Linked DNA regions of Mus musculus: regions 1, 2, 3, 4, 5 and 6 are each linked to region 7. Evidence: chromatin contacts called from public promoter capture Hi-C data. All regions are on one chromosome and are shown on one strand. The core of a region is the stretch at or near the end of the contact, and the rest is flanking DNA. Distances in the headings are between cores, read along the strand shown.

The links. Promoter capture Hi-C pulls out the DNA fragments that hold promoters and counts their contacts. Capture Hi-C pulls out chosen DNA fragments and counts their contacts.
Region 1: a contact with region 7 is called in a promoter capture Hi-C map of second pharyngeal arch cranial neural crest, with 6 times the contacts expected there. The contact joins the enhancer-like site here to the promoter of Bend5 in region 7. A contact is called at or near these places in 9 of 39 promoter capture datasets (the 3T3-L1 cell line, the C10 cell line, the HPC-7 cell line and 6 more) and 7 of 115 datasets of contacts at active chromatin or transcription factors (differentiating embryonic stem cells, embryonic forebrain, embryonic hindbrain and 4 more).
Region 2: a promoter capture Hi-C map of embryonic stem cells shows a contact between it and region 7, with 3 times the contacts expected there. The contact joins the enhancer-like site here to the promoter of Bend5 in region 7. A contact is called at or near these places in 6 of 39 promoter capture datasets (cranial neural crest, embryonic stem cells, frontonasal cranial neural crest and 2 more) and 1 of 115 datasets of contacts at active chromatin or transcription factors (kidney).
Region 3: a contact with region 7 is called in a promoter capture Hi-C map of embryonic stem cells, with 6 times the contacts expected there. The contact joins the promoter of Dmrta2os here to the promoter of Bend5 in region 7. A contact is called at or near these places in 13 of 39 promoter capture datasets (the C10 cell line, cranial neural crest, embryonic stem cells and 6 more), 2 of 484 Hi-C or Micro-C datasets (both in embryonic stem cells), 7 of 115 datasets of contacts at active chromatin or transcription factors (astrocytes, embryonic forebrain, embryonic limb bud and 3 more) and 1 of 9 other capture datasets (embryonic stem cells).
Region 4: a promoter capture Hi-C map of second pharyngeal arch cranial neural crest shows a contact between it and region 7. The contact joins the promoter of Cdkn2c here to the promoter of Bend5 in region 7. A contact is called at or near these places in 9 of 39 promoter capture datasets (the C10 cell line, cranial neural crest, embryonic stem cells and 5 more) and 2 of 115 datasets of contacts at active chromatin or transcription factors (astrocytes and embryonic stem cells).
Region 5: a contact with region 7 is called in a promoter capture Hi-C map of pancreatic islet. The contact joins the promoter of Elavl4 here to the promoter of Bend5 in region 7. A contact is called at or near these places in 13 of 39 promoter capture datasets (the 3T3-L1 cell line, 3T3-L1-derived adipocytes, the C10 cell line and 8 more), 3 of 484 Hi-C or Micro-C datasets (bone marrow-derived macrophages and cortical neurons), 12 of 115 datasets of contacts at active chromatin or transcription factors (SST interneurons, astrocytes, differentiating embryonic stem cells and 8 more) and 1 of 9 other capture datasets (pancreatic islet).
Region 6: a contact with region 7 is called in a promoter capture Hi-C map of second pharyngeal arch cranial neural crest. The contact joins the enhancer-like site here to the promoter of Bend5 in region 7. A contact is called at or near these places in 12 of 39 promoter capture datasets (the 3T3-L1 cell line, 3T3-L1-derived adipocytes, cranial neural crest and 7 more) and 3 of 115 datasets of contacts at active chromatin or transcription factors (embryonic forebrain, embryonic stem cells and stem cell-derived neural progenitor cells).

Annotation. Positions count from the first base shown.
Region 1 is chr4:110,118,413-110,121,161 of GRCm38.p6, reverse strand. No RefSeq gene overlaps it. Among named protein-coding and RNA genes, the nearest start is that of Gm33070, 33 kb to the left of the region's middle. Within about 2 kb of position 1,486, at least 24 of the 459 cell types and tissues checked have an H3K27ac peak or open chromatin away from gene starts, as enhancers often do. A contact at or near this core is called in second pharyngeal arch cranial neural crest, where this site is marked.
Region 2 is chr4:109,459,263-109,461,962 of GRCm38.p6, reverse strand. All of the region lies in intron 1 of Rnf11 (ring finger protein 11), which reads left to right. Among named protein-coding and RNA genes, the nearest start is that of Rnf11, 16 kb to the left of the region's middle. Within about 2 kb of position 1,317, at least 98 of the 459 cell types and tissues checked have an H3K27ac peak or open chromatin away from gene starts, as enhancers often do.
Region 3 is chr4:109,978,120-109,981,008 of GRCm38.p6, reverse strand. It overlaps Dmrta2os (a long non-coding RNA gene), which reads left to right and starts at 1,397. Exons shown (of 4, transcript XR_868017.3): 1 at 1,397-2,071; 2 at 2,223-2,889. It overlaps Dmrta2 (doublesex and mab-3 related transcription factor like family A2), which reads right to left. Exons shown (of 3, transcript NM_172296.2): 1 at 2,673-2,889; 2 at 600-1,154. The coding sequence starts at 1,146.
Region 4 is chr4:109,665,405-109,668,104 of GRCm38.p6, reverse strand. Cdkn2c (cyclin dependent kinase inhibitor 2C) reads left to right here and starts at 1,349. Exons shown (of 3, transcript NM_001301368.1): 1 at 1,349-2,495.
Region 5 is chr4:110,285,497-110,288,298 of GRCm38.p6, reverse strand. It overlaps Elavl4 (ELAV like RNA binding protein 4), which reads left to right and starts at 1,465. Exons shown (of 7, transcript NM_010488.4): 1 at 1,465-1,829. The coding sequence starts at 1,806.
Region 6 is chr4:110,086,692-110,089,391 of GRCm38.p6, reverse strand. No RefSeq gene overlaps it. Among named protein-coding and RNA genes, the nearest start is that of Gm33070, 65 kb to the left of the region's middle. Within about 2 kb of position 1,346, at least 29 of the 459 cell types and tissues checked have an H3K27ac peak or open chromatin away from gene starts, as enhancers often do. A contact at or near this core is called in second pharyngeal arch cranial neural crest, where this site is marked.
Region 7 is chr4:111,413,553-111,416,292 of GRCm38.p6, reverse strand. Bend5 (BEN domain containing 5) reads right to left here and starts at 1,287. Exons shown (of 6, transcript NM_026279.3): 1 at 893-1,287. The coding sequence starts at 1,118. The region is part of intron 6 of Agbl4 (ATP/GTP binding protein-like 4); the gene reads right to left.

The DNA of each region.
Region 1 (2,749 bases), core at 237-2,736, 1.3 Mb after region 7:
GCAACAATGCCAGCTGCATTCAATCAACTGAGAAGCTGCAAGCCATAAACCTTCTCCCCCAGCTAAGGGGGGTGGAGGGGGGGAGCAAGCAAGAAAGGAGACATGCCATAAAAATTCATCAGAATAATGTAGGGATGAGACGCACTCCGATCGCCGGCAAGCAATCAACCAATCACTCATCCCGTGGCATTTACAGCACGTCTCATTCCCCTGTTCCTTAAGGACAATTGATTTTTCCTGATTCCATTAGCATAACGGCGTGGAAAATGTCTGCAGTGCAATATTTCTGGAAAGTTCCAACAAGTAGGCTGGGTACTGGAGTGTGACCATCTCCATAAAGCTTCCTCAGGCTCTGCGGCAGACACTGCCACAGCTGCCACAAAAATCACCCAGAGAGAATGACACAGACTCCAAAACTTGGAGGCCAAGGGGCCTCAGGTTGTCAAGCAGGTGACTGACGCCATTATGAATCTACTTATCTTCTTATCCTCAAACACAGGATGCAAGAAGAAATGCCAGAGAGGAGGAAGGAATAAGAAAAACCTGTCCATCCTAGCAGGGGCTAGCCTCTGATCGACTCCTTCTCAGTATCGGAGATTTAAGAGCTAAGAAAATGATGCTTAATGTAATATTTCCTCCTATGTGAACAAGAGGCTGAATAGAACCATTGTTCAGCCCTTTTGTCAGCTGAATCTCAAAACTGCATCCTCCATCAGAACATACAGATGATGAAGGAATGGGGGGGGGGGTTGTGGAGCTCAGCAGAGTTGGGTTAATTAACCTCTCTGATTCTCATTTTCTCTTTATGAAAACTGGAGACATGATGGCTTCCCATGTCGCTGGAAGAATTAAGCGAGACACCATGGAAAGCACTTAGAATGGTGCTGATGCCTAGTGACTGTCAACAAATCAGATTCCCCTCCTCCATCCTTCCTGTATTTCCTGTTCTCCCATCCACCAACAGCACCATGCCCTCACAATGTCAGCTTCAGCAGGACAGGGTAGTGAATGTCAGCCGTGTAGAAAGGAAACATAAACCTCAGAGTACTTCCATCTGCTCCTCCTCCAAACAAGACTAAAGCTCGGCTGCATCTTTCAGCTGTGCTCAGGAACGATCCTGGCTTACTCTGTCTCCTGAGTCATTCATTCCCTGTCTCTTCTTTCACACCCCCTCTCTGTTCTCACATCTTACACTTCTAAAATGCTCACATGACCTTGACACATCCCTGATTAAAACCTTCAGTGGAACCCCATGGCCATATGCCCTTTTCAAATTCATCCCAGGCCTCAGAAATCTCCCTCAGCCTCTCTCTGCTTTTTTAAGAGTCCAGTTCCCCTATATTCTTATGTGCACAGCTCTGTACCCATGTCTGCTCCAAGACTGGGCAGTCCTGAAGGTACCAGTTCTGTTTCTCCAGGACATTTTATAGCACCTGATACTCAGCAGATGTTTGGTCGGTTGATATTTAAGAAAACTAACTTACAAGGGCGGTGCTGATGTCACCAGCGAAGGTTCTGGCTTACATCAGCGGCTTGAAAGGCTGTGTGGGTGCTGACCGTGGTCCTGAATCTTAAAATGCTTCAGAGAGAACTAAAGAGATCGTAAACATATTAAAAGCAATTCTCACTCACTCAGGCTATCTCATCGTAAGAAGCCAGCCTTTGAGAGATCGAGTATGGTGGCGAATCTGGGAGCTTCAGTGCCACTCTGGTTCTCTTGATTCAAGACACAGCATCGCTCTGGATTTCCATTTGTCTCCTGACCATCCTATGTCTCAAGATTATTCTGAGGGTTCTGGCGACCCCTTTATAACCTTTCTTAAAGTACCTGTCATGAAAGACCTTAGAGGTTCTTTCCAACCTTTTTAGGGCCACCTCTACATCCTTACCTCCACCTTGTGCCCTCAGCCCACTCCCAGATGGCTTCTGTACCCAACATTGTGATAAAATAACTCTCTGTGATGATCTCATGCTGCTTAGCCCATTTTTCAATCTTCATTATACCTACTCTCCTAGGACCGTGTTTCTTATTCTCAAACACTTATCTCAGAATGTAATTACACATGCCTTTATGTGACCGTTTTATTAATACCTGCCATCCAACTCCATGAGGCTAGGAACTGTGTCTGGTCTTAATCATCACTGAGATTCCAGGTCCTAGCAAAGAGCCCACAGGAAGAAGCCTCTACTATCCCTAGGCGAGAAGGCAGGTATTGTGCCCAGGGCAACTCTGACCATGTCCAGAACTTTCTGAATCACTATAGGAAGTACTAGAACTTCTGTGTGTGTGTGTGTCAACGTCAAGGCTCTCTTCTGTCTTATGGGTATCAGAGCACTGTAGAAGTCTCTGCTTTCTTGGGAAATATGGAGAATATGATGATGCACAGTACTATGCCCAGCAACATGCACACAGAATCATCAAGAGTATTATGGTATGAGGTTTAGTGGATCATTAAGCCCAGCTGCCTTGTTAAAGAGAAAAATCTAAAGCCAGAGAAAAAAATTAACCTAAAATCTTATTGTAAGCTAATGCTAGACATGGTCCAAAGATATTAAGAGTCAGGAAGCATACGTGCTCAGATACTCTGGAGTATAGAACCCTGAATTACCCTCTACTGCGGCATGACATCCAGGGATTGTCACTGTCTGTCATTGTCCATCCCCATGTCTGTCTTTCCCTGGAAGACAAGGCTAGTGACTGATACCTAGTGCAATGCATGATACTGACTAGAACCCAACCAATATTTCT
Region 2 (2,700 bases), core at 68-2,567, 2.0 Mb after region 7:
CTACAGAAAATGCTCAAAATAGGCAAATCTATAAATATAGGTAATGAATACAGGATTTCTTTTAAAGGGGTCAAAATTCTGTAAAATTGACTGATTATATAGTTCTATTAATATGGAAACCTTCAAAATAGTGTTTGTGTGCTTGGAGGGGGGGAGATGCCGAAGTGCATTTGCCTTATTTTTTGTGGAGGGGGAACTGGGGATAGGGTTGGGAGTAGGTGTCCTATGGCCTCTGTGTAAAGATGGGAGGACAGACAACATTCTAAAGTAAGCTCTCTCCTTTACCATGTGTTTCCTGGAGAGTCACACTGCGTTTAACAGGCTTAGTGACAAGTTCCTTTACCTGTTGGACCATCTCTCTAGCTCTGAAAAATTAATTCTAGATAGGATCTCACTGTGTACCTCTGTTCTAGAACACACTATATAGATCAGGCTGGTCATAAACTCAGAGATTTGTCTGCCTCTGCCTCCCAAGTGCTGGGATTAAAGGTATACACCTCCACACCTGGCTACAATTTAAAAACAAAAATATGTCTGTGTGGGGGTATTTCACAAGAGTGCAGAGACCTACAGATGTCAACATCATATTTCCCAGTGTTGCAGGCAGTTGTGACCGTCTCCTCCCACCCCCCCACCCCACCCCCCAAAAAAAAAATGGATACTGGGAACTATCCTCTGCGGGTACTCAGAATCTTAATTGATGAGCCATTTCTCTAGGTCTCTGAATTAATAAAATGCAGGCTGAGGATATGGTTCAGTTTAGAGTTCTTGTTTGCTTAACCTAAATGAAGCTTGGGTGTGAGGATGTGTTGGACCCTAATTATATTCTTACAGAATGTGGTAGCACATGACTAATCTCAGCAACTCAAGATGTAGGAGCAGAAGGATCAGGAATTCCTTAGCTACAAAACAAACCTTAAAAAAAAAAAATACCAGTCTATCTCCCTAGGTGGGGTGCTCTTTTTCAGACATGCAGGCCACTCTGGGTTATACCATCTAAATATAAAGTAGTATGTCTCGGTATTATAGATGGCATGTAAGGCTTTTATTTAGTTCTCCATGTGTCATTTGGAGACTACATATAAATGCAGTCTTGTTTTGTTGGGGTTCTCCCCTCACTCTTTTATGGTTAAAATTAATGAATCATCTAAACTAAAACATACACTGAAACCAGCTAGTTCAAATCTTCCTTTTTATGGCCTTAACTGTAAGTCTGGCAAAATTTAGAGAAAATATTCCCAGTAAGACACTGCCACTGGAGAGGGGGTGTGGCCAACAGCCGCATGTTAAGGCTGTAAAGAGTGAGCTCTTATTTCCTACTGGCTGAAAATATACAGCTGTTGGTGACAGGCTGCATTCTTTAGTAGTGACTTTATTTTTCCTTCACCACAAGCCAGACTTGTACTATTTCCAGCCTTGGATATTATTTAGGCATGTCCCACACTGCATTGTTTTAGTTTCGGAAATTGTATCATATTCCCTAACTTGAATAAACAGCTTTAAAGAGCAGGGTCTCCTTGTACTCAATTGTCCTTAGGCTTGCTGTGTAGCCAAGGATGATTTTGAACCTGTGATTCTCCTGCCTTCACCTGAATTGCTGGTGTTACAGGTGTATTTTACCATGCTGGTATTGAATCCAGCGTAATGAAGACACATTTACTTTTGGGATGTGCGTGGGGCAGGAGTTGAGACAAGGCTGTATGTAGGCTTGGCTGCCCTGGAATTCACTGTAGACCAGACTGGCCTCTGCTTCCCAAATGCTAGGATTAAAGGCACATTTTACATTTTCATTTGTTTCTTTCCTGGCTTATGTTAAGATTAGGGCCCAAAGTATAATTGACAACATTTGCCATTTTATATAGATGCTTTTTTAAATATATAACAAGGAACTAGGAATATAGTTTGGCCTAGCATGTATACAACTATGGGTTTGATTTCCAGCAGAATACATGTTATATAGTAAAAATCAGAATATTTTAGAACTTTATTAGTGGGCCAAAACTGAGGGGTGAATATCTAACTCATTATCTATCATATTGTTTTCTGTTCATTGTATATTGTGTTTTCTATAATGTTGTGTTTTTCTCAAGGAAGATTTTAGTTTAAAATTATTTCCTTAGGGCAAATACTTTTCAGTACCCTTCCACCCAAGCAGATGGGAAACTAAACAAATTATTAAGGAAAATATTGTTTTGAAATATATTTGCTTCTCAGGTTATGAGTTCCATATTACCTCAATTTGGATTTGTATAACAAATCTGTTTCCTATCAATGGTAAATGATGGTTTGATAAGACAGTTTTTAATCCAGTGCTTGGGAAGCTAAAGCAAAATGACAACATGGGCTTACATGTCAAGTCTCTGCTGTAAAAAAAAAAAAAAAAAAAAAAGTGTGGGGGGGGAGCTGGGAGCATAAGATGGCTCTGCAAGTAATTGGTATGCCAGATGAGAGGACCTGAGTTCAATCCCCCAGACCTACATAGTGGAAAGAAAGTACCAACCACATTGTTCTTAGACTTCAAACACACTAAATACAGAAATACAAGTAAAGAGCAAAAATATTTGGTAGAATAGAGGGAAAAGAAGAATCTAAAGGAATCAGAGGATGACTAACCTCTTGTCATTCTGTTTGTATATCCACCTTGGGAGACTTAAGTGAGGTCATCATAGAGTGGGCTGGGCACTGAGACCCTGGATTATG
Region 3 (2,889 bases), core at 148-2,647, 1.4 Mb after region 7:
GCAAGGGAAAGGGACCCGAGAAAGAGCAAAAAAAGTGCCAACTATGAGAAACCCGGCGTGCCTGAGAGAGAAACGGAGCCAGAGCGAGGGGAACGCAGAGAATGTTTTGTCAGAAATGCCTTAGGAACTGGAGGAAAGGAATCTTGCTGAGAAACGAAAGAGGGCGTCTCCAGTACTTAGGGAAGTAGTGCGGATTAGAAGGATTGCCAGGGTCTTTTCAGAAGAGTTGGGAAGAAAAGAGAGTGGTGGCCTGTAAGAAGCTCAGAGCAGAACAGATGGGCGGCTTCCGGGCTGCCAGGGGAGAAGGCCCAGCTAAATGAGTTGGGCAGTAACTAAGGACCTGCCCCCTAACAAGAGTAAGGCTAAAGTGTTGCCTTGGGGCCTGGGGTGAGGGCGAGGAAGAAAGTATAAAAACTGCAGGCAGGGCAGAGAGTTTATGAGTGGGTGGAGAGCCACAGTTAAGTAGTTGGAGCATCTAGGGAAGGGAGCTGCACTTTGTCAGGGAAGGAACAAGCCACTAGGCCTCGCGCACCAGCCCTGTGTCCCCTGGGCTCCTCCTTCCAGACCCCACCCCACCCCCAGTGTGACCGTGCTCTCACCTGCGCCCCCTGCGCCCCCTGCACTCCCCGCGGGCGCTCCAGCTCCAGGACCCCCGCCGTCGGTGGCGCAAACCGAGCCAAAGACTTCGTAGGCAGGCCGCGGGGGGATGATGCCGTTGGCGGCGGCCAGCGCCAGGCCCTCGGCAGTGCCGTACAGCAATTGCAACTCGCGCGCCTCGTTCTCCTCCTGCGCCTGCTGCCTGCGCAAGGCCACCTGAGCCGCCATGACGCGCTGGCGCTCGGCGATGAGCGTACACTTGGCGCACAGGCAGTCCTTCCAGCGGCAGTAGCGCTTGTGGCCCTTGAGCGCGGACACCACTCCGTGGTTGCGGCAGCGCGCGCACTTGGGGGTCCGCGGGTACTTCTCCGCTGCCCTCAACAGCAGCGGCGGCGCCCGCAGCAAGCCTCCGGCCACGCTCACTGGTAGCGATGCTGCGGCAGCTGCCGCCGCAGCCACCGACGCCACCGATGCCACGGGTGGTCCCGTCGCTGTCGCTGCTGCTGTCGCCGCACCGGGCACGCTGGGCAGCTCCGAGCGCAGCTCCATGGCTGGACCTAGCGTGGGGAAAGTGGGGATACCTGAGTCAGGGTAATACAGTCACTAGGCTTAAGCACGGCCTGCAGAAACCCATTTTGGGAAACTTTGGTTGTACAAGTTTAACTAAACTTGTGGCTGTCAAACTGCTGGGGAAACGAACTGGAAGCTCCCTGTAAACAAGTACGCCCCCACCCCCACCACTGACCTCTTATATCTGACTACACGTGTAAGATTTCGTTTGAATCAGTAGTTCCGCCAAGGGGAAAAAAACAAGACAACGTTTGGAAGTCATTGGTGCAGTTGAATGTAAAGAGGATTTGGAAAGAAAATATTATGCCCAAAGCTTAGGTTAATTGGGGTGAGTCGAGAAAAGAGAAATATTTGCCTGAAAGGGACTCAGATTACAGAGAAAACTTGGGACCAACAAGCGGATGTCAAAGGCAAAGCAAGAAAAAAAAAAAAAAAGGAGCAAAATGATCCCGTTTGGTGGACAGGTGAAGAGGAGAGAAATGTGCAGGCGGGGTGAGGAGGTGAACAGGTTGGGCTGGGGTCTTAATTGTAGCTTTCAATGTGGAAGCAGAGGAATTCGAGCAAAAAGGAACTGAAGAATTTTTTCCTGTTAGAAGTAGGGTAAGAACTAGAAGACAAAACTTGGAGGCAAAGTTCGGCTTATGGCCCTGGGATCACAGCCAAAAGAATTCTGCAAATACTGTGGTCTGAGCCTCTAAAGGGTTAGTTCTATTCCACAGAACTGAGTGTAGGAGAGCTGAGAAGAGAGAAAAGCCATCGGAAGAAACTTTCTTTGGACTGGCCACCCTAGCTCAAAGATTAGTTGAATAACAAGAAAAACGTCCAGAAACAGCTGACAAGGCGACCCGGACTGAGGTCCACCGAGAGGGACAGCGCTGCTTAGGAAAAAAATCTCCAGCAAAAGGTAGGGCGGGGATAGGGTGAAACCTGTGGCTTGGGGGTTAGACTTTTAGTCTGGAGTAGTCAGAGGAAAGCACATCTTCAGAAAAGTTAGACTTTGCAGGAGCCAGAGTCCTTTTGCTCAATGCCTCTTACCCAACCCCCACCCCTCCCAGTTTAGGAACTGAGTCCTCAGACACGCCCTCCTCATCCTGGGACCTCTTGGGACCCCGCTTGTGCGCAGGTTCCAGAGTGTTGGTCTCAGACCAGGGTTCTGGGACTTGCACAATCCAGCAGGCCTCAAAGGAGGCCAGGAAGTCGCCTCCAAAACTGACCCTGAAGGGACCCGAGAGTCTCACCTGCGCCGCAGCCGCAGAAGGCCCAGCAGGCCCTGCTCCTGGCTTCCGCCGCGGCCTCCACTCCCCGCCACGCAGCCCGGGTCCCCGCCAGAGCCGGGAGCCGCTCCTGGGGTCCGGGTCTGGGAATCCCAGAGCACCGTGTGCTCCGAGGCCTCTTCCCCCAGACCCTCAAGCACTCAATGCCCAAGGCCCGGCAGGGCCTGGGCCTCGCCCTCGGGGGCCACCGACCCGGTCGCCTCCCCTGCTCGGCTGCCGGCCCTCCCCTACCTGCCTCGAGCTCCGGGCTCCTCCTCTGTTGGCGCAGCACGCGTCGCCCAGCTCGGCTCGCGCCTCGGCTCTCTTGGCCTCGTCCCTCTGCCCCCGGCCCCTTCTCTGACCACGTCACCCTCCTTCAGCCACCATGTCCGAACTTCCGGACCCCTCTAGGAACACAGCAGTCCAACACCCCGGAGGGGCCTCGGGGCCGGGGGCCTGGCCGAGGGCG
Region 4 (2,700 bases), core at 100-2,599, 1.7 Mb after region 7:
ATTAGTGCTAGTTATCACTTTAACAGTGCCAATCTCCTATCATAGCTTCCAGATAACTAAAAACTCAGAGTTCCCAGAATGTATACATGGAATACAGTATACATGGAATCCTAAATATTCTGTTAAAATGATTTTTAAAGAAGTTCATCCCCTTTGTTGTTACCTGATTCACAATATTCAGCTTTCGATACCTCAAAAATTAGCTCTAATCTTTTTCTTAACAACTTAAAGAAACACTGCCAAATTCTTGTAGTTCCAATTTTCCCTAACAGCCAACCTGTTGCTAAATGACTATCCAGATGTCTCTGGCTTGTTTGAATACTTTCACTTTACTCCAAGGAACTGGGTTACAGATGTTACTTGAGGATATATGTGCAGTGGCTGGTTCTAATTAGACCAATATTTGGGGGGGAGGGGAGGCGGAGGGGGGGTTTGGTTTCATTTTGACCACTGAATGCAACCATGCTGGTGTTTTTTTAAAAGCATAAAAGTATAGAAGGCAATAATCTCATATGCCTACAAGAAGACGTGAAAAGTACAGAAAATTGATGAATATGAAATATATGGATGCACTGGTCCTTTTACACTTAGACCACCATCCTCACCTCCACCTAAAAACAACCAATCCTCGGTGTAGTGAGTGAAAGAAATCCCCCAATAAAGACATAGCCTTTTTAGAAAACCTTTCTAACTCACTGTAAGCTTTGTTTAAAGTTAATTGCATTTCTCCTTTTCCCTCAAGACTAGAAGTTCACATTTTCTAGACCCTGAAGTTCGTCGGGATTTCTTGTAATATGCTTTCAGTTCTCATAAAACTCGGTCTACAAGACTTCTCTGCCCTGTGGTGCTGTCAGTTGTGTCGCCTCTGCAGCCCTGGCAATGACCTGACAGGTGCCAAGGCCTGTGGCAGAGCAAAGGAGTCCAGCAGCCCCGGGCCAGGCCACTCGAACTCGGCGAGCCTGGTCGGGGAGCGCCGAGGAGGGTGGAGCTGCCCGGCTCCAGCAGAGGAGATCCTACCCGTCAGCTGCAGGGCCGCCGAGCCTCTAAGGGCCTCCGCCCGCACCCGCGGCCTTAGTTACCACCACCGGGGTCCCGCACGGTAGAGGCTCCCACTCCAGCCAGCCCCAGAACAGCAGGCCAGGCCGGGCCGAACCCACCCCGCTTCGGCAGGGGAGACTAGCGAAGCGAGAGGGCAGGCGGGAGCGCCAGCGAACCCAGGCCCAGCGCGGGCAGAGAAGGGCGCAGGGCCGCGAGGGCGGAGCGAGCGGGCTGCCGGCCACTGCGCCGCCAGGGCGTTGGGCGGGGCGTGGGCGGGGCCCGGCCTTCCCGCTCCCGCGGCGCCCTAACTCGGCGGAGCCTCCTTAAAACTCTGCCGTTAAAATGGGGGCGGGTTTTTCAACTCAAAAAGCGCTCAATTTTTTTCTTTTCAAAAAAAGCTGATGAGGTCGGAAAAAAGGGATAAGAAACCGGCACAGTACCTTCAGAGGCAACCGTAGCAGCAGTTGCTTCAGCGGAAAAAGAAGCAAAGGAGGGAGGGAAGGGAAAGATCCTAAAGGAAAGACGCGCAAGTGTCTGTAGCGGAGAAGGGAGCGGCGATCAGAGATTTGGGGGAGTCGGACTACAAAAGAAACTGTCAGCTGCGGCTCGCGACCGGCCGGCGCAGCCTGCCTCGGCTCCGGAACCCAACTGGCTGGCAGCCGCTGTCCTGTCCGCGGCACTGATAGGGGCACAGGCCGGAGGACCGCCAAGAACTAACTGGCCAAGTGGCACCGAGCGCCCGAGCTGCTGGGCGGCCGCCAAGAAGTTGGCGGGACTGGCTGCGCCCGGGATCTGTGGCGACCGCTCCTACTTCCAAAGACCCTTCCCATCATCGGACGCCCCGGGAAAATCTGAAAGGGAGGGAACGACAGCGGCAGAGGCGACGGCCGCCCCTCAGCGAGCGCTTGCAGTGAAGAGCCTGAGCTAGCTCGGTCGTAGGCGGGAAGTTACTGGTGAGCTGGCCGGGTGCAAGAGCGATGCTGCCGCGAGCTACCCCAGCGGCTGGAGCCCCATAGACGCTTCCCCCTTCGCCGTGCACCGTCTTCAGGCTGCCGGGAGTCCCGGGACCCGGCGGGGCCGGCATGACGGGCTTGGCGGGGGTCTGCCGCACACCCACCAGCCTCCGGAGACCCGCGCCCTGCCCGGCTCCCACGGCCTCTGAGGCTCGGCGGGGCTGCGGCAGCTCGGCGGGCGGGCTCCGGAGGCTCTTCTGAAGACGCCGAGCCCGCTAGGGAGTCGTTGAGACCTGAGAGTTGAGGGCTTCAGAGCTGCTGCTCTGGTCTGCCCTCAGCGATCGTCTTTAACCCTCCCGAGCACGTCAGCATCCAGCCAGCGCGGCGCTCTGCTAGCGAGCGAGCAGCACTCTGGACTACCCCCTTCGGCTAGACGGATGGAAAGTGAGCTCTGCGAAGGACCTGACTCTGAAATTCTGCCTCAAATCACCACTGTGAACAAGGGTGGGTTAATACCTTTTCTACTCTCTAATACTTTTTCTTTCGCGGTGTTGTCTGAGCTGACCTAGTCCTTTAAGTCTCCGCAACATCTTCCTCACAGAGCTGTAAAGCTTAGGTACGTGACAGCTCTGCCTACATCTCACGTCCATAGTAATTAATCAAGAACTGCTTCTGTGTATGTATCTCTGTTGAATCGCCAGAATCCTTC
Region 5 (2,802 bases), core at 216-2,715, 1.1 Mb after region 7:
CTTCCCCCAGCTTTTCTTTCCTTCCTTTCTTCCTTCCTTTCTTTCTTTCTTTCTTTCTTTCTTTCTTTCTTTCTTTCTTTCTTAAACTCTTAGGAAATAGTTTTTAAGGCAAAGTTGTGAACCCAATTCACTCAACAAGCTTAATCCCAAACTTGAATGCTTTTGAAATGTTGGTCATGTTAGCTGTAAAAAAAAAAAAAAAAAAAAAAAAGCAGCACTACTTACAGAAAACCAGCGATACTGGGAAATAATAAAGTTAAAATGTAGAATTATTAGCACATTAAAGTGCTTTTGTTGTATCTTTAAGCCTAGAGGCAGATCATTAAATATGCATTTCGCTAGAAAGCAACTGTCAAGAAAGATAAGGTGGTTGAAAATACTCTCCACAGAAAAAGCCCTCTATCGGAGGGATGGGCTCCTGTATCCCCCAGGACCCAGAAAGGAAGGACACTCCCACTGCGAAGGCTTGCAGTCCTCCAATGACCTGCAGTTGTGACAGGACTTTTTGAGCTGGAAGAAGGTAAAAGGTAAAAAATACAAGCATGGCTGTTGTTGCTTCAGCCGGGCTTTAATTACCAGACACAAGAAGCAGTTCAGAAATCTGGTCTCTGTTGTTGTAGAGGTCACCAGATCATTAACATCGTCAATCTGGCAGTAGCTAATTTAAATAGCACCTGATGTTGCAACGCCTCCCTTCGTTTCCCCAGCCAATCAGAGTCTGGCTTCAGCTGACAGATGGTCCCATAAATGGATGTAAAAAGGGGAAGCTTCGAGCCAATTTCAGCAAGGCTCTGTTCAGTTGTTCTTATCTACATCCTAGAATCGGGGGTTTCAGCTCACTGCGCCTTTTCTTCCTCTCTTTTTTTTCCCCCTTTCTTTCCCACCCCACCCCCTCCCAATAATAGATTTACTTTACAATCATCCACACTGTGGTCTGTGGATCTTTAATATATATATATATAAAACAATAGTAGTCATTTTTAAGTATATTCTGAAACCTTTGCAAATTTTAAGAGAAGAGTCGAAGCGCTGCGAGACCCAATATTTGCCAATAAGAATGGTTATGGTAGGTATGCCTAGATATGTAATCTGTTGTTCGTGTTGCTAGAGGGAAGACAAGCGTCTACACCTTGGCCAGTCTTAATGCTTGCACGAGAGTTTAGTTCTCTGCTGCTCTCTTGTTCCTTCATTTACTATATCTTTTGTGTAGCGTGCGGGTAGGTCCTTTTTTTGAAAAGCAGTGGGGAGAGAGATTGTCATTTTTAACAGGTCGTTGTCAGTTTTCCCTTCCACATAAAAGCCGAGGGTGGGGATGGGCTGAAATAATTGCTGGTTTGTTGAAAGAGATTCTATTACTTGAGACCATCTGAGGGGGTGGAAGGGGGTTTCTTTTTGTAAGAGAGAAGAGGCTTGTCTACATGCCTGGGTTTTGTGGGGCATTGGGTGGATGCAGCAGGGTTAGGAATCTCTCCATTTCTGTGCTGGTGGAAATGTAAACCTCGAGAGGCAGCTCCTGGATGCTGAACGTTGAGATGGGCAGTTGTGTTTCTGGGGACTGCGCAGTCAAAACGGCAAAGAGAGTGATTTATTTGGGCTTCAGTAAACGCTGCATCTTGTATTTCAAAGAGTTTCCTGTCATGACCTCATAAAAAGAGGAGGCGGCTTGTATGTGTAGCGGTGCCTGGCGTGTTGAGTTGTTGCTTCCTTCTCTGGGCAGCAGCTCTGTAAGAAGGGAATGTCAGCTTTTACATAACGCTCCTTTCTGCTTTTGACACACTGTGTGAGGGTCCATCTTCTGATCACAGATGGAGTGGAATGGCTTGAAGATGGTAAGTGAAAAGAAGGCAGCTTGGAGGTTCCAGCCGTGTGTGTGTGTGTGTGTGTGTGTGTGTGTGTGTGTGTGTGTGTGTAAGGATGGTGGACTGCATCGTAAATCACTATTCTGGTATGCGTGTGTGTGCATGTGTGTATTAGTATTTCTTTTTCTGAAATTCAGAATCTGCCTCTAAGTATAATGGCATTGCATGCACACAAGGCATATACTGTCTCTTCCTTCCATCAAACACATTTTAGGCAAGCAAGGTTGGTGTCTTTTTTTGACAATCACAATGTCACCGTCACTGTTGGCTGGCGTGTCCACCGCCTCTGTGAGCCTTCAGCCGAATTACACGACTGTTAAAGTTAAAGGCACATTTCTTTTTCAGTCTTCGTGCTAGGAGTGATGGGGAAGGCAGGGAATGAGGGGTGGAGGAGGTGAGATTCAGTACCAGCAGATGCAATTGTGAAACAGGACTTTGAGATGTGGATAGGGAAGTGGAAAACCTTTCTGCCGAAGTAGTAAATCTATTTTTAGCATCGTCTTTTTCTGGAAAAAGAAACAGGGAAACTCCTTGAGTGTTGTTCCTGTCTCCTGGTGTTGACCCTAAAGATATGGCACAAAATGGCACGAATTGATGCCATGAGTGCCCACTTTGACTTTGAATTTTCACCAGCAATATATTTCAGGGGATTGGGGACTGGGTAGTGGGGAAAGGTATAAATTCATTTTTTTTTTTAAAAAATCAGAGAAGCCCAAGGAGGACTTTTCACTCTGCATAGATGTTATAACAAAGCTATGGTCTTTTTCCCATTCTTAGAGGATTGCCTTTGTCTGGCTGCTTGTTTTGATGGGTGTAAAACAAATAAGATTAGACCGAGCAGCCCAACTGAAAGCGATAGCTGGGAGGAAAACCCAATGAAAGGTTGCCGGGGAAACGAACAGAGGCAAAGCCGAGCAGGGAGCAGGTGGCTATCATGAGAACA
Region 6 (2,700 bases), core at 97-2,596, 1.3 Mb after region 7:
TTGCAAAATGATTTAAGATGCAGAAGTGAGTTTTTGATAATAACACCAAACTTGACTTCCACTAGCTGATCCCCATCCAAGAAAGCAACTGTGGTTTTAGTTTCTATCTACCATGTTATGGTAGATATTTCTTCATGGTATAGTTATTTCTTTATTTCATATAGTTTCTGTGCAGTGTATAGAAGTATCATTCAATTCCAAAAAAAGAAAGCAAGAAATCAGGCCTGGTAACATAGGCCAGTAATTGCAGCTGCTCAAGAGGCTGAGACAGGAAGGTAAGTAAATCTAAGACCTGCCTGGGAGAGAGAGAGAGAGAGAGAGAGAGAGAGAGAGAGAGAGAGAGAGAGAGAACCACTCCCCCATGGGTCCTTTCTCTGCTTGAGTTCCTGACTTCCCTGGGTGATAGACTATAATTTGGATGTGTCAGCCAAATAAACCCTTTCCTTTCCAAGTTGTTCTTGTTCAAGGTGTTTTATCAAACCAATACGAAGCAAACTAGGACAATATTCAACCCTTAAGATTCAGATTTTGCTTCTACTTTTCTCCAGTGTTCCAGTATAAACAACTTGGGTAAAGAATTCCAAGTGGGTAAAACAGCTCAGTGGATAAAGTCACTTCCTGCCAACCTTGATGGCCTGAGGTTGATCCCCAGAATCCATGAGTCATGCAGAAGGAGCAAATCTACTCTTGCAAGTTGCCTTCTGATCTCCACAGGTGCAACATGATACTGTCTAGCCATATACAAATAAGTAAATTAATTTAAAAGGAATTCTTCTTTCAGACAGGTTCTCGTTACATAGGCCTGGTTGGTCTGAAACTTTCACTAGACCACTCTGGCTTCAAAATTAAAGATATTTTCCTGCCTCTGACTTTCTAGGTATTGGGATTAAAGGGCCTTCCATGGCATAGTTAGCCAATCTTGAATTTGAATTTAAGGCATGCTGCTCTGTCACTGGTACCTTCTCCTTAGCAAGTGCCCTGGGCCCTGCACAGGTTCCATCAGCACCACTGTGACACTTCAGTGTGCCCACTCACTTTCATGTGCCATCTACTGGAAGTCCAGAAACCTTTTGAGGAATGTACTCTGTCTTGCTTGTCTGTGACCCCAGTATCTACATACAAAATCCTGACCAGATAGGTTTATAGAATTGAAGAAGTAAATTTGTTGGGGAAGATATGGGGTTAATTTCTGAGTGGCTGCAGTTAAGTGAAGGAAGTATAAAAGCCCACAATGCCTAGAGTCAAAGACACTGTCCTCAAAAAGCACATCTTCTAAGTACCGCGAGGCCCTGGCCTGCTCAAGGCCTTTATTGAGGCCCGAAGGCAAAGGCGATTTCAGAACCATGGATAGCTCCGTGGTGAGGTCCCTCTGGCCTGGAGCCTAAACAGGCCTTTCCACTACCAACCAGATGTTCCTGCTTTCTCAGCCAGCTTAAGGCTAAAACAAACCTTTTCAACCAGGGTTTATCAGAGTTTCTAAATTACATACTGGGAAGAAATTTAATTGGTTTAATTAAGAAAGTTTATTTCATGGTAATTCAGTTTTGTTATGCTGCGAGACTTAATGTGTCCTCTGGTGGGAGCGTCTGTTATAAATATTCATGGCCTCTCTCAAATACCCTCTCTTGGCCCAAATCTCCCTCCCCCAACCCATAGAGTTGGAAAATGTGTCTGAAGAATGTTGAGGAAGGTAAAGCTTCACTGAGCGAGGACACTAGGCCACGACAAGGTCAACTGAACTCACTGTAGAGAGCCAGGAGGCTGGAGCTGCAAGACACCTTGGAGATTTAATGTGTTGCTCCTGCATTTTACAGATAGAAAAAACTGAGGCCTGGAGGGAGAGGATGGGTCACTTACTTAATAGATGGCAAAGCTAATACCAGGGATTGAATCGCCTGAAATAGAGTCCATTGCATTTGCCTGACAAGTTGTAAACCCAAAGTATTTTCAAGCTAAGATTACAAATCATCTGGTTTTCTTACATATATGGAAAAAGCTGAAGACAAGAGGCTGACTTGACCAAGCCACTTATCTACCTGACTCCATCTGCAGGACTATCCAAGCCACTTAGAATCGTGCACCTTCGATCAGATAAGCTTCTGTGAAAAAAACGTGCGCACACCTAACACGGCTATACTGAGTTGCTGAAACCAGTCCACCTGGGCAAAGGTGGAAAGATGGAAATAAGAACTCCTTATTCACTGCTGAAACTACTCATCTGTCTCGTGCACTCCATTCTTTCGTGTATCTGTGCTTTATACACAGACAGCCCTCCCTAATGCAGCTGCCTAGCAACCCCCTACTCCTTCAAGAACCAGAAGTCTCTAGAATCTCTCCCCTGGCATGCACAACATGACTAGGTCCCCCCTGCCTCTATGCCCCATTGGGCATCCTATCTCATAGCAGTTGTCATGCTTAACAGTTACTTTTTTTAACTTGTCTGTCTCCCACCAGGGTAAGCTCCTTGGAATTGCCTGTGCCAAGTGCATTGTCTGGCAAAAAGACTAGAGGCTTGGCAAATAGTAGCTAAATAGATGAATGTAAAGCTGATTTAATATGGAGTTTCAGCTCGCTGGGTTATAAACCTGGAATAGTTTTATTTTTCCAATAACCGCTACCAACTGTGCTCTGCTGAGCCCGCCTTTTCCTGCTGGTAGCAGGCTGCCTAAACAAACTCAGTCTGAGGCCATAACTTCCCAG
Region 7 (2,740 bases), core at 38-2,537:
CAAGTGGATCAGAAAGAAGGCCAAATGTTTCTGCTTGAAGAGGAACCTATGTCTCAGCGTGATACAGCATAGTACAGGAGGCCGAAAGGCTTGTCCTGTTAACAAACTGAATCTATCTTTACCCATTAACCAAGAGACCACCTGCCTGCCTGTCAGCCTGTCTCCTTTCCCTCTTCCCCACCCCCAGGTGTGATCAGAGTTAGGAGGTCAGGCCCTCACCTGAACTAGAAACTGTTTGTACCATCTTTCTCTCAAGGAGCCTTCTGGGAGATGCATAAAGTGGGGTGGAGATGAGGCTACCTAAGGCCCTTCACCTCCTCACCTGTGCCCCTTGGGCAGTACACTGAGGTTTGGTCTCCTTGTCCTAATGATGGCCCAGATGGAACAGTGTCAGAGATTCCTTCTGTGAAAAAGGGCCCCCATCAAAAGGACCTAACACTGCTTCTTGCTCCAAGGAGACGCCAAGGGCCTTAAAGGGAGAGAGGGAGGTACAGTTTTCGAAACTTAAGATGGAAAGCAACACAGAGGGAAGTAACTGAGAGAGGTGAAGGTGAGAGATGGGAGAGATGACAGCTAGAGTAGGCAGCTAGAGAAGCAGAAAATGAAGAGCCAAGGGGAATACAAAAGAGTCAGAAAGAAGAGAGCAGAGTAGAGAAAGCTGACTGACAGCAAGGCGCAGGAGTGTCAGAGAAGCAAGGAAGACAAAGGGGACCCTCAGGTCTTTTTAACTGGTTTGGCCTCTTAGAGACACCTGGTACCCAAAAGAAAGCCCAAGGAGTCGGAACGGGAGGCAAGAGCAAGCGGTGGCTCCCTGGCCCCAGCCGCCCGGCCTCTCCCGGAACCAGCCCCAGGTCCGCCCGGTCCCAACGCCCCTCCCGGCCCGCTCGCTCACCTGCCAGCGCCAGGATCTGGGCCTTGTGGAGCAACAGCGCGCCCCAGTCCCGAGGGGCACGCGGGGGACTCTCGGGCTCGGCGCCCAGCTCCTCCGGGCCCCGGTACACCGCGTACACCTTCTGGTTGTCAAAATCCAGTCGCGAGCGGGGACTGAAGTCGCGCACGCACGACACGGGCAGCGCGTAGCAGACGTTGTCCTCCAGGAACCGCACAAAGGCGTACATGGTGGGCGCCGGGGGCGGGCCCGGGCGCCGGTCAGCCCGTGGGGCGGTGCGGAGGTGGGGACCCCTAGAGGGGCGTGAGCCGCAGCCGGGCCGGGGGCGGGGAGGCTCCCCGGGGCCCCGGCTCCCCCCACTGTTATTGTTCCTGAAAGCCCCGCTCTGCCAATCGGCTGCTCTCGCCTGGGCGCGGAAAAGGGAGGGGAGTGGAGAGAGCCGGGCGAGGGGCGGATGAGGGGGTTTTGAAGCACACCGCCACTTGCGAAGTCAGACCCGAGCAATCACAGCCGGAGTGCGATTGCAGTAAGGTGGGGAAAGAGCATATATGATAGTAGCGTTAGAGGATAGGAGGAGCGCTGCTAAAAGTCGCTTTCGGGCGGATTCAATAGTTTAGTGTTTCGAATTTAGCTAAGCGCCTCCGTTCCTTCAGTCCACCCTCCAAACCCATTTCCCCCTTTTCTCTTTCTTTTGCAAAATTGCCAGCACCTGCTGTGAGGGTCAGTGAGCCAGAAACATTCCCCTAGAGCTGCCAAACCAGTTTTTGGCCAGAACTAGAGTAATCTGAGGTTTCCAGTTGAACCAGCTGCTGGGATACCAGAGGGTTAGACCAGGGCTGTTTTTATCCTAAGGGAGCAGCGGCACCCCTCTTCCCTGTGGTCTTTCTCCATTGAGGAATCGCCTCCACTACTTGTTGATTCTGGGCTGGAACAGTTGGAATGAAACAAGGATGGAGGGCTCTAGGGAGCCAGAGCAGAGGCCGGACTTTCTGGAGTCAGTTGAGTTCAGGAGCCAAACTGGGCAGAACAGCAGTCCCTTCTCTGTTTCCAAAATCACAGATGAGAACCTGGAAAGGTTGGTTCCTGCAGACAAACCACACCTTCCAGAGAAAGAAGGCTGAGAGTTGTACTTGTTCTGTATTGTATGCTTACAGGGAAACTGAGCTATTTATATTCCAATTGTCTAGCTCAATACCAGGGTATTTGTCAGAGAGAGATTGGTGAATTTTGGGGGAAGGATAAACAGAATTTCACATACATCCATTCTTCCACTTATTCTTTTATTCAAGTAACTAATATTTTTCTGAGCACACACTCCATGTTATATTGTAGGCTTGGTGGTCTATAGAAAGAATAGATACCTAGGACCTTGTAGTATTTACTAAAGTATTAGAACTTGAATCTCAGTTGGATCCTATGTCAATATTAAATTACTGTCTGAATAACCCATTTTTTCTGCTACTTGTAATCTTTCATTCTAGTCTGAGAGCATTAAGAAAGCTTAATAATGAGGTTATAGTGAGAAAAGTATTCTCATAAAGGCATGCATAAAGGAGGTGGTAGATTTAACGAAATGCTATGTTTTTAAAAACTCATTTAAATAAATTTAACCTGTAACAAAACAAGTGCACTGAAATGTTTATTATGATTCTGAGTTTCTTGCATAGGTGAGAGATTTTGTTTTCTCTTGTACTCTTTATGCTCATATTCCACATACACACATTCTTGTTGCTAGTCCTCACAATAATAATAAAAGGCATTTAACCATTTTAAACTTTAGGCACTGTGCTCACATTCCAAATCAGCTATACTCATGATAGAGATAAAGCCAAACTCCCAAATTCACTTCAT